Linked DNA regions of Zea mays: all the other regions are linked to region 1. Evidence: chromatin contacts called from public Hi-C data. All regions are on one chromosome and are shown on one strand. The core of a region is the stretch at or near the end of the contact, and the rest is flanking DNA. Distances in the headings are between cores, read along the strand shown. Region 1 holds the start of LOC100280812 (WRKY55 - superfamily of TFs having WRKY and zinc finger domains). Region 2 holds the start of LOC100193974. Region 3 holds the start of LOC103643067 (endoplasmic reticulum-Golgi intermediate compartment protein 3). Region 4 holds the start of LOC103634597 (probable ADP-ribosylation factor GTPase-activating protein AGD14).

The links. A called contact is a pair of places that touch in the nucleus more often than the background predicts.
Region 2: a Hi-C map of ear shows a contact between it and region 1, with 2.4 times the contacts expected there. The contact joins the promoter of LOC100193974 here to the promoter of LOC100280812 in region 1. A contact is called at or near these places in 2 of 25 Hi-C or Micro-C datasets (bundle sheath and ear).
Region 3: a contact with region 1 is called in a Hi-C map of tassel, with 5 times the contacts expected there. The contact joins the promoter of LOC103643067 here to the promoter of LOC100280812 in region 1. A contact is called at or near these places in 4 of 25 Hi-C or Micro-C datasets (ear, leaf and tassel).
Region 4: a Hi-C map of tassel shows a contact between it and region 1, with 2.8 times the contacts expected there. The contact joins the promoter of LOC103634597 here to the promoter of LOC100280812 in region 1. A contact is called at or near these places in 4 of 25 Hi-C or Micro-C datasets (ear, leaf and tassel).

What each region holds. Positions count from the first base shown.
Region 1 is chr1:52,488,040-52,490,855 of Zm-B73-REFERENCE-NAM-5.0, reverse strand. LOC100280812 (WRKY55 - superfamily of TFs having WRKY and zinc finger domains) reads right to left here and starts at 1,367. Exons shown (of 3, transcript NM_001411377.1): 1 at 1,092-1,367; 2 at 871-975; 3 at 1-658. The coding sequence starts at 1,135. The coding sequence ends at 163.
Region 2 is chr1:52,317,931-52,320,746 of Zm-B73-REFERENCE-NAM-5.0, reverse strand. LOC100193974 reads right to left here and starts at 1,439. Exons shown (of 1, transcript NM_001367437.1): 1 at 22-1,439. The coding sequence starts at 1,349. The coding sequence ends at 264.
Region 3 is chr1:52,337,103-52,339,918 of Zm-B73-REFERENCE-NAM-5.0, reverse strand. It overlaps LOC103643067 (endoplasmic reticulum-Golgi intermediate compartment protein 3), which reads left to right and starts at 1,410. Exons shown (of 13, transcript XM_020546357.2): 1 at 1,410-1,765; 2 at 2,536-2,609. The coding sequence starts at 1,627.
Region 4 is chr1:52,640,569-52,643,384 of Zm-B73-REFERENCE-NAM-5.0, reverse strand. LOC103634597 (probable ADP-ribosylation factor GTPase-activating protein AGD14) reads right to left here and starts at 1,456. Exons shown (of 14, transcript XM_008656989.4): 1 at 998-1,456; 2 at 813-874; 3 at 320-407; 4 at 170-231; 5 at 1-79. The coding sequence starts at 1,099.

The DNA.
Region 1 (2,816 bases), core at 118-2,617:
CGAATCAAGAAAACAAAAGTAACATGCGAATATGTAGTAAGCTTCGGCATGTAATGAAGGAATAAAAAGAAGAAGGAAGAAAAGAAGACATCTGTATGACTGTATCATATTAGTTTGTCGAAGTAAAGGCATCAATTGCCTTCCTTCCACTGAGTGATCAATTTACAAAAAATGGAAGAACCTGATAGATCCAAATCTGCCTGCATCTACCACCTCCTCCGGCACGGCGGCGGCGCCAGCCGAGAAGGCGTCGTGGTACTCGGTGCTGCAGGACGCCGGCTTCTGCTCCACGGCGCCGGCGCCCCACGGGTACGTCTCAGACCGCCGCAGCACGGGCGGGTTGCTGACTTCCGGCGGCGTGCCTCGCCGCGCCGCCGCCGCCGCCGCGCTGGAAGAGGGCGAGCCGCCGCTGGCATTGGTGGTGGCGGCCGCCGCCGCCGCCGTCCCGGACGAGGAGTCGAAGCAGATGGAGACGGCCTTCCCGGACGAGGTCTGCAGCTGGAACTCGGAGGGGGAGAGCGGGAGGAACGCGCTGTTGCACGAGTGGTCGTTGTAGTACGTGACCGCGTACAATGGCGGGTCGCTGTGGTCCTTCTGCTGCACCTGCTTCGTGGCCGGGCAGTTCATGTTGTCCTTGTACGTGCATCTGTAGTAATACCTGCAGCGGGACAAGAACCTGTGAGCGAGTGAAAACGAACATTTTTGCTGGGATTCGACCCGCCGATAGTGGATGCGGAGAATGGGAGGAAGTTACCAAACATTCAAGTCAAAGGAGGCTGGCTAATAAAAGCCGGGTTCTTCGCTGGCGAGGATAGATTTGTCACCCCCCGGTAAAGTAAAACAAACAAAACATGTAGAATCCGGCCGGACCTGGGGAAGTTGGTGTTGTTGATCTTTTTCTCGCCGTACTTCCTCCATTGGTGGCCATCGTTGTGCGGCGCGAAGGTGTCCACCTTCCTCATCCGCTTCTCCTTCCTGCCAAGATTCCCCGCAAGAAAGAAAAAAAAAAAGAAGACGAAATCAGGCGCCGCCTTCCAAACCGAACCGCGCAGGTGCAGAGATCACAGGCGAACCCGGCCGCAGCTAGTTACCTCGAATTGATCTGCGAGTGATGCGAACTCGGCGCCGGAGACATTGTTTGGCTGCGGTGGAGGAAGGGGTCAAGAAATGCAGGTGCGGGACCGGAGAAGAGGGGTGGCGAAGAAGACGCGGGCAGGCGGCCGGCCGTGGGAGGACGGAGCAGACAGCAGGTTGCAGGCCAGAGCGCTTTTAATTCGGAAGCGTACTTGACTAGACACCACCACACCAGGGCAAGGCAAGCAGAGGAGCATCACGAAGAGAGAAGGGGCGGGAGAGAGAAGTCCATTAATAATTGACACCTCGCGGCCATATAAAACTCTCCAGAACCGAGACCGAGAACGATGCAAAGATTATCTTGGCCTCCGGGCGTATCGCTGTCACGTGCCCGCGCCCACCGACGGGCGACCTGATGAGAAATTTCTGCGCGCCTTCTTCTGAGGCCCCCAACTCAACACTGCCGGAGCCTGAGCTGCGTACAAGTGGCCTCGGAGGTTGTGTGGCGCGTATTTGTTTATTGCATAAGCACCGTCATTAATCTCACAGCTTGGGCTACTTGTATTATATAGTATTTGTTTACCTAAATATCCCTCTCTTCGGCCGGACCGGTTCAAAATCTTGTTTCCAGACCAGAACGGAACAAGTTAGAGCTTAGAAGTGGTGATAGCAATGATAATGATAATAATAATAATAATAATAATAATAATAATAATAGTAATAATAATAGTAGTAATAATAATAATAAAGAAAAGAGGCAGGACTGGTATTTCTTTTGTTATAAAATAGTCGACATTCTTTTTGATCAAATAAATAAAAAGTTTATTATTTATTGTATATGACTCGTATTGTTTAAATTGCTCGCTGAATTTATTTTTACAACAAATTTATTTAAAAACAAGTAATACTAATAATTTATATAGATTTAGTTAAATTTAAAATTCTTTGAGTGATACGAACATTATAGTGGTACTAATTATTTTAAGGGAGAGGTTATCCTTGCCCTACCAGCTGGGCTTGACCTGATTGATGCGTTTCCCTGGCGAGGCCAGTGGAATCGTCTCCGTTGCTTGGAAGGAGGGCAACTGGGAGCTGCTCGCGCGCGCGGCGCGCTTCCCAATGGTCACCCGAAACGAGAGAATTCTACCGTGTTCCGATGGAGGAATCCCAATCGCATGCCTGGTTTTTTTAAGAGAAAAATTCTTATATACCACCAAAACTTATTATTTTTTCCTTATGTACCATTTAAAAATATGAGCTCATCTCAATGCCGCTGCCCACTGGTTTTATATTTTCGGTTCCTTTAGCTGTCATTGCCGTTAGATCCCGTCAAAATATCCGTTTACTTGCGTGCGCATATCGCTGCAAGAAAAAAAACAAAGTAACGCCGAATGCTCCTATCCCGCGCCGTTGTGGCCCTGTAGGCTTCTCAGGCCTCGCCATTATGGGGGACTACCAAGCAGAGTGCAAAAATCGGTATTTTAAATGAATACGGACGCCATTCTAGAACTGTACAACTATTGACCTCGGCAGTGCCACACTTAAACCGATGGCAACGAAGAAAACTCATGATTTCGAATGCCATATAAGAAATGAGTGAAGATTTGAACGTCATATATAAAAAAAATTCTCTCTTTTTTTAAAAAGACCCGCACATGCTGCAGACCAAGTTGGGGCGGGAAGGAATCCCTCCTTATGCGTGCTTAGCTTAGCTTTCCGCGGAGCTTTGTTTTTTAAGGACC
Region 2 (2,816 bases), core at 190-2,689, 170 kb after region 1:
AGCCCTTTACAGACAAGAGTTGATTCAAAATGTGACTGACTGCTTCATTTCCGTTCATGATAGCATCAGAATGCACTGTGAAGCTGGCCGGCTGGCGCTGCCCACTCCATTCTATACTACTGTTTTTTTTCCACAAGGATATCGTCAGGACAGGAGCTGACTGACAGCTGAGGTGAAGCGAGCGGAGGAGCAATCTAGCTAGTTGCCGTTGCCCATTGGCCAATTAACAATGCCCATTGCCATGGAGCAGAGAGGCGCACAGACTAGAAGCCGTTCATCTCGAGCAGGTAGGCGCGGCGCTTGCCGAGCGCGGCCACGGCCTCCCTCAGGGGCCCGTCGAAGGCGCCGGCGCCGAGCTCGTCGAGGTCCTTCCCGCCGGCGTCGCCGACGGGCTTGATGACCACGAGCGTGGCGCCGTGGATCCTGGTGCCGTCCGAGAGCTCCAGCAGCGGCGCGTAGCGCAGCTTCATGTTGCAGGCGGGCACCTGCGTGCGGTTGGCGGCGGCGGCGGGCGCGGCGGCGAGCGGCCTGTCTCTGAACTCCCTGAGCTGGTCGCGCCCCATGCTGAGCGTGCCCTGCCCGCCGGCGTCCGTCAGCGCCACCCGCTCCAGGGTGGGGTGCTCCTTGACGATCTCGCGGAGGAGGTAGTGCCTGGTGGCCGCGGCGATGAGGGAGCTGATGGTCCAGACCACGCGCAGCTTGAGGCCGCCGTTGGTGTACAGGGACTCCGGGATGCTGCCGCCGTCGTCGTCGCCCGCGGGGGGAGCGGAGGAAGGGGCGTGCGGCGGTCCCGCGGCCGCGGCCGCGGCGCGGTCCACCCTGGTGCCGCCGAGGATGACGCAGCTCTGCAGCGTGCTGCCGAAGACGGCCTTCCACCTGAGCACGACGCCGTCGTCGGTGCCCACGTCGGAGACCGGGAGCTCCATCCGGAGGCTGCGGATGCTGCTGAAGTTCCTGAGCACCTGGGCGGGCGAGTGGTGCTGCTGCTGCTGCTGCGCGTGCTTTTGCGGCGACGCGGACTTGGCGTCGCAGTGCGCGAAGGGCTTGAGCACGGCGAGCAGCACGGACTTGAGGAGGTGCGAGAGCGCGGCGCGCGGGCGCGGCGCCCCCGCGTCGGCGGCGTCGGCGGGGATGACGCGGTCGATGCGCAGGCAGGCGTCGTCCACGAGCGGGACCAGCGCGCTGAAGCGGCGCGACACCGCGGAGCAGCGGCCCAGCGACCGCGCGTCGGCCAGCTTGTTGAAGATGAGGAGCACCAGGGAGTCGGGCACCCGGTCGAAGTGGTCCTCGCCCTCCGCCGCCGCCGCCAGGAGCAGGTCCTCCGCGAAGACCCGGTGCTTGGACTGCATCCTGTTCTGTGGATTGGATCTCCCCGTTGCGCAGCACAGCACAGCACAGCACAGCTCGCAGGCGCAGGCGGAGTAGGTGATGAGGCAGAGAGGGAGGGTGGTGGTGGCGAGTGAAGGCTCGGCGGAGGAGCTTATAAAGGCGGGGGAGGAGAGCGACCGTTCCACCCACACATGGCTCGCTGTCGGGGTCGGGACGCCCCCCCTACCTAATCATACCGTTACGTATTTTTCTACCGTTCCCTCTGCCCTCTCAGTCTCAGCTCAGCTGGCCCTGCTGCTCCTAGGAGATTACTTTAATCTTCCATTCTTCCGCTCGTCTCGCCCGATCCTATGCCTCCAGAATCTGTGCAACGGTACTCTCTATCAGTATCAGTAGTCAGCACTCAGCAGCCTCCGAGCCGGTACGGACGCAGAAGCATTTCTGATTTAGAGCAGAGCAGCGGAGCAACCAAAAGCGCAAACAATAAGAGACGCTTTCAGTTGCAAACAGCTAGTACTAGGGAGGACCGGAGGAGGTAGTAGTAACTAATACGACTGCACGTCTCAACGACTCCACCGCAACAAACCCTAAACCCAACGAGCCTACCAAACCGATACGCCGGGGAAATCTCGGTCGCCACATGGTGTGGTGGCATGCGTAGTGCTTCGTCCTTTGTCCTGCGAATGAAGGAAGTGCGGCCGGCGGCCGGTGCCGTGCATCGCGCGCGGTCCAGAGGAGGACGGGACGGGACGGCTGCACTCCAGTCCAGCGTGCACTGCAGCGTTTGGCTGCCACCAGCTTCTGTGTATTTTTTTTCCTTTCAAAAAGAGGTGTGTGATGCTGAATTATACGCTTCGTCTTCCTCGGTTTCTTTTAGGCATGTCGGGCTCGTATTTCATTAATAAGGAGCGGGCCCAGTGCAGCGACGAGAAGAAGACTATGCCGGCTGATTGGTTGGGTGCCTCCCGCGCGCAGGCGCGCAGGCCTCCCGCGAGCCTGGCTCCAAAGCGATCCTTATTAGCGCCATCTTCACACGCGGGCTGGTAGTGAAAAAAAAAAGGCCTAGCCCGCATGCAGGCCAGCATCCTCGTATCCAAGCAACCAATCAGAATCTCGTGCTTGGTCAAAGCACGCGGAGAGCCGGATTATCTCTATGCAGGCAACCAATCATGTAGATGGTGACCGGTGACTGGTGAGGGTAAAAAAAACAGCCGCTAATGCAGCCAACCTACGACCCTAAAAAGATGACCGAACGAAAAGTAAACCTGCAATCTAGAACTCCACCTAGAAATCTTTCCCCTTAGGGGCTTGTTCGGTTATACCCCAATCCATATGGATTGAGAGGGATTGAGGGGGTTTTAATCCCTAGTAAGTCAAAATCCCCCTCAATCCGTATCAATCCCCTTCAATCCATATGGATTGAAAATAACCGAACAAGCCCTAGATTGTTTAGAAAAGTGGGTTCAGATTGCACAATCCAATTCTTT
Region 3 (2,816 bases), core at 161-2,660, 150 kb after region 1:
AGGACACCGCCGCCTGCGCCACTCCGACTGCGGTGCCACTTGACAGAGTGAGACTGACAGGCAGTCAGGCCCTGCTGAAGGCACCATAGGAAGCTCCGCTTCGCCCGACCCAGTGCTCGGACTCGGGCTAAGTCCCGGAAGACGGCGAACTCCGCTCCGCCCGACCCAGGGCTCGGATTTGGGCTCAGCCCCAGAAGACGACGAACTCCGCTCCGCCCGACCCAGGGCTCGGACTTGGGCTCAGCCCTAGAAGACGACGAACTCCGCTCCGCTCGACCCAGGGCTCGGACTTGGGCTAAGTCCCGGAAGACGGCGAACTCCGCTCCGCCCGACCCAGGGCTCGGACTCGGGCTCAGCCCCAGAAGACGACGAACTCCGCTCCGCCCGACCCAGAGCTCGGACTTGGGCTCAGCCCTAGAAGACGACGAACTCCGCCTCGCCCGACCCAGGGGCTCGGACTCGACCTCGACCACGGAAGACAGACTCGACCTCGGCTTCGGAGGAGCTTCCACATCGCCCAACCTAGGGCGCAGACCAGCCACGTCAATAGGAGGCGCCATCATCACCCTACCTCGAGCTGACTCGGGCCGCAGGGAACAAGACCGGCGTCCCATCTGGCTCGCTCCGCCAGATAGGCAATGATGGCGCCCCGCATACTCTGTGACGACGGCGGCTCTCAGCCCCCTTACGGAAGCAAGAGGACGTCAGCAAGGACTCAACCGCTCCGACAGCTGTCCCTCCGCCAGGCTCCATCGCTCCTCCGACGGCCACGACATCACACCAGCTGGGTGCCAAAATCTCTCCGGCTGCCACAACGGCATGTACTTAGGGCGCTAGCTCTCCTCCGCTAGACACGTAGCACTCTGCTACACCCCCCATTGTACATCTGGATCCTCTCCTTACGCCTATAAAAGGAAAGACCAGGGCCCTCTTAGAGAGGGTTGGCCGCGCGGGGACGAGGACGAGACAGGCGCTCGCTTGAAGCCGCTCGCTCCCTCTCCCGCGTGGACGCTTGTAACCCCCTACTGCAAGCGCACCCGACCTGGGCGCGGGACGAACACGAAGGCCGCGGGATTCCCACCTCTCTCACGCCGGTCTCCGGCCGCCTCGCTTTCCCTCCTTCGCGCTCGCCCTCGCGCTCGACCCATCTGGGCTGGGGCACGCGGCGACATTCACTCGTCGGCTCAGGGACCCCCGGTCTCGGAACGCCGACACCATTACTATTACCATTTGCGTTACATTTCTTGAACCAAACAACATACTAATTTTGGAACCCACTACATTCATTCTACGCTTTTCCAATTCTATATAAAAAACATGTGATCTGATGAAGATCTTTCCTTTCACTAGTTCATACTCCACTAGTCTTGGTTATAATACGCCTCAAATTCCTAAGATGCGAGCAATTCTTCCCTCTTGTCCCATTAGGCCATTACACCTTCTAGTGGGCCTTGCAGCCCAACAATGATAGCAGACCCAAACAAAATCGCCGATTAGTCCCCTTCGCTCCGACAAAGTCCAGATATACCCTTCCCATTTCTCGTGGCGCCCACGGGCCACGGCCACGCCGTAGATCTCCTCCTCGTCGCAGGGCTCCGGCGGTCTCGCCGGCGGTGAGCTGAAGCGATGGAGCTCTGGAGCAAGCTGCGAAACCTGGATGCCTACCCGAAAGTGAACGAGGACTTCTACAGCCGCACCCTCTCCGGCGGCCTCATCACCATCCTCTCCTCCCTCGCCATCCTCCTCCTCTTCTTCTCCGAGATCCGTATGTATCATCCCCTCTTGACCTCAGATTTCCCCCTCGATTTCGCTTGCATATCTGCGGAAGAGCTTGATCTCGCCGCACCATCGGGTGCCTTTTTTTTTGTTCGGTGCGGAACGAGAGTTGATTGTGGTGGAATGAATTGTGCGTCTTTTCATGCTATGGTGTGAATTGGAAGTAATAATTTGTTAAAATTCGCGGCCCGGTTAACCTACACCGGAAGTCGGGTACGACAGAAGCCGCTTGGTATAATATAGGAGGTGTAGGCAGTACGTGTATTAATTTGTGCAGCGTGTGTGATCTCGTGACGGTTTTGTTGATGTATGATAATTGGTGTCATCAGAAGACTGGATAGGAGTTGGTTTTGTAGCTTGTTTTTTGGTGAGCAACTCCTCTGTCTCATCCCCAGTGCAAATTCCCTATTCTACACGGTCCACTGAAGACAACCTTAGGTGACCACTTGCAACGAGTTAGTTTTTTGTGTAACTTCCCCAGGTTCCATCTAGTTTTTGGAATTGCTCCATCGTTTTAGCGTTTGTCTTTGATGCTAGGTTCCTGTTCCCTTTATTTTTGCAAGTATGGTTGCTATTTGTGTGATAACCTTTACCCACACTATGGGATACTTTTTTCATGCTAAAATCACAAGGAACAAATTAAGTTGTTAGATGCTGCAAGTAACTTCTCTCACAATGTAGATTGCTCCATGCCTCCTTATCTCGAATAATAGTCCATTAACTGTATACTAACTTAATATTCTGATAACTTTCCTGTAGGACTTTATCTATATTCTGCCACGGAAAGTAAGCTCACTGTTGATACCTCGAGAGGGGAAAGACTACATATCAATGTTAGTACCAATGTTATCTCCCCATTGCAAACCTTCTAACTTGTATTTTCTAGCAGCTCTTGCGTATTTAGAAAGCAGGCTATCAAAACTTAAGTTCTTTGTCATCTTTCATCCACTTCAACTTAGTCTATGGTCTATTAGTTGTGTCAAATTTGGATTATTTTGCTCAAAGATTTGACCTCAGATTGTCTTCATGTTATGTTCTTG
Region 4 (2,816 bases), core at 207-2,706, 150 kb before region 1:
CCTTTCAGAAAATCTACCGCCAGCATACCTTCGCTCCACATAGACAGCTTTTATGAAGTCCCTAAGACTGCCGGAGTTGCTGCAACAACAGGTTATAGACTTATAGTTAGAGCATGTGTTTGATAAGTAAAAAAAATGCACGCATAAAAGTGGTTGAAATATCCTTTACCTGCTATCAGGTAGCCTCATTTTCTGGGTATCGAAATCCTTCAGGAATGATTCCTTGGCACGCTGTATCAATCAGCTGAAGTGTTACGAGATGAACCAAAAGGGCATCCTCTAGCCTCAAAGAACAAACTCAGTGGATGCATGTCTTCACCTGGTTCCCACCCTTCTGGAGAGCCTCGACCTCTTGCGTGCTGAACGTTGACATGGAGACGGATTTCACACGGTGCGTGAACTCTCGGCTACAAGTGCATCGATCAGTGCGTGTGAGGAACTGAGGATAATAGTACTAGAAGAGATCAGAACAACAGCATGCGCAAATCCGACTAGCTAAGTCATCTTCTTCAGAATAACTCGAATTCGGGAGTTTTGAAACAGCAACGTCTATTCGCATTAGGGTGGAAAAAGAATGCAGTCTCCGCAAGCTTGCTTTGGCACTGAACTGAAACCAGCAAGTACCACTAGCTTTGACACTGAACTGAAACCAGCAAGGCAGCAAGTACCATCAAGGCTGTTTGAATAAACGCGCATTGCAAATCACATTCCCATCCCAACAGACGTGATAGAATAACAACAGAGAATGCTGATAACAACACTGGTGTACGGAATCCGGTAGTAGGCGCGGGAAAGGGCAAGGCGGCACTCACTGGATGCCGCTGCAGGAGACGCAGATGAAGGTCCAGAAGCTGGTGCACACGTACTGCGGCCCCTGGATCAGAGTCACAGACGCACAAGCACAGAGGCCGGGAAGTGAGCAAACACTGAGCGGCGACGAAGCCGCGCGCCGCGGGCCACATGGATGGAACAATGCGGGGAAAAAAAGAACACGTACGAGTCCGTCGCAGTTGACGCATCTGCGGTTGGGTGGCAGCTTGAGGAGCCCCCGCACGACTCGCTCGTTCCTCTCCTCCTCTTTCCTCGACGCTGCCGCCATTGCTCACTGTCAGAGCGGCGTAGGGTGGGCCACTCGACCGCCTCGCCTCTCCCGTGTCGAGCGCGAGGCTGGCCGGTGATCTCGCGGCGTCGGGCTCCGAGCGGTTTCCGTGAGCGACGAGTGGACGCCGGAATCGGAGAGAGCAGGGTCTCCCGTGAAATATTTTGTAGCGGGAGACGGAGGAGCGGCACGGTAGCAGAAGCCAGTGAAGTGCCTGTCCGTCTGCGCCTCTGCTGGTTCGGCGTTGGTTTGCGCTTGGTTTCTTCCGTTTCGGACTGGGCTCGCTCTACCGCTGTCGCTATGCGTGATGGGGCTGGCCTGACGCCCGGACCTAGGAGGAGGCCGAGTGATCTGTCCTCTGTACGTTGGTAGCTGCAACGGCTTAATTTTTTAAACCGAGTTATTTACGCCCCTAAACCAAACTGCCGGTGAAGTTTGTTGTAATTTCCTCATATAAGCATATTTCATCTCATTCAATGCAGTGGATGGTGGATGGATCTGGGGTGACCATATAATGGAACAAACACCAACGGACAGGGTGTGTTTCTTCGGTTATTCATATTACACATGGATTGAAAAAATTAACAAAAAATTAAATTGCTTAGGATTTAAACTCACTCAATTCATATGAATTAAGAGCGAACCAAACAAGCACTAAGTTAGATTATGGTGGAAAATTGGAAGAGTAAAATATAGTTTAGGACTACAAATAAGCTAAAATAAGGTAGAATTAGGTAGCTTATTTTATCTTATTTTATTTGTGATACTAAAGTGATAGTTACTTTCTTACCCTTACAATATAATCCAAATTATATAATCTACTAGAAGGAAATAAATATGGCCACAGACACACAGTGAGCTTGTGAACACCATGGAAAACAGCAAACGCCACAGACACACAGTGAGCTTGTGAACACCATGGAAAACAGCAAACGCCACCAGATTTCACAGCCAAACGCCGCAAACCTACCTGCGTCGTCCCCCGTTCGCATTGGCTGTTAACCTAAATTTCTCATTGTGCTCATCTCTCCAAGCCCAAAGGGACACAGGTCACACAGCTAGCCTAGAAAAGCTAATCAATCAGCTGATCCGGCTAAAGGGCCGGCTCCCCGGAACGCGTTGAGATTGGCACGAGGCGGATCTGGTTGTTGAACAGCTAGACCAGAACGTGGAAGCTGCTGGATCCCTTGTTAGGTGCGTAGATCGAAGATGGATGGCGAGGGGCGTTGGCGCTGTTGGGTTTGAACTGGCATGGCACCACAGCTAGGATTATTTCGCAACCACCGGTGTCTACCGGATTACCGGAAGGTGCAACCACACACTTGACGCTTGCATGATCCAAAGGGCATGCCATGGTCCTCTCCTCGCCCCCCTGTACTACTAGCTAGATCTGGAACATCTCAAGATGAGATGGTATATATCAAACCTACTACCATTGGACATCGCCCCAGATTCATGCTCATGCTCTCTTCACGTAGAGTCGTAGACTGCAGCAGCCAAATAACAGTCAACCGGATCAGAGACCAGCGACCGCTGCAACCTACAGCAACAGCCCAACAAAAGTCAGCCGAGCAGCTTTTACTTATATTTTTAGAAGATTTTAGGTGTTTAGGACAACTTTTTCTTAAGATCTTTTCTAAGAATCTCGATTTCTAGGTAATTTAGCTGCCACGAGAATTTAGATACCTCATGGCTTTGTGTGCTGAGAATGATGGGG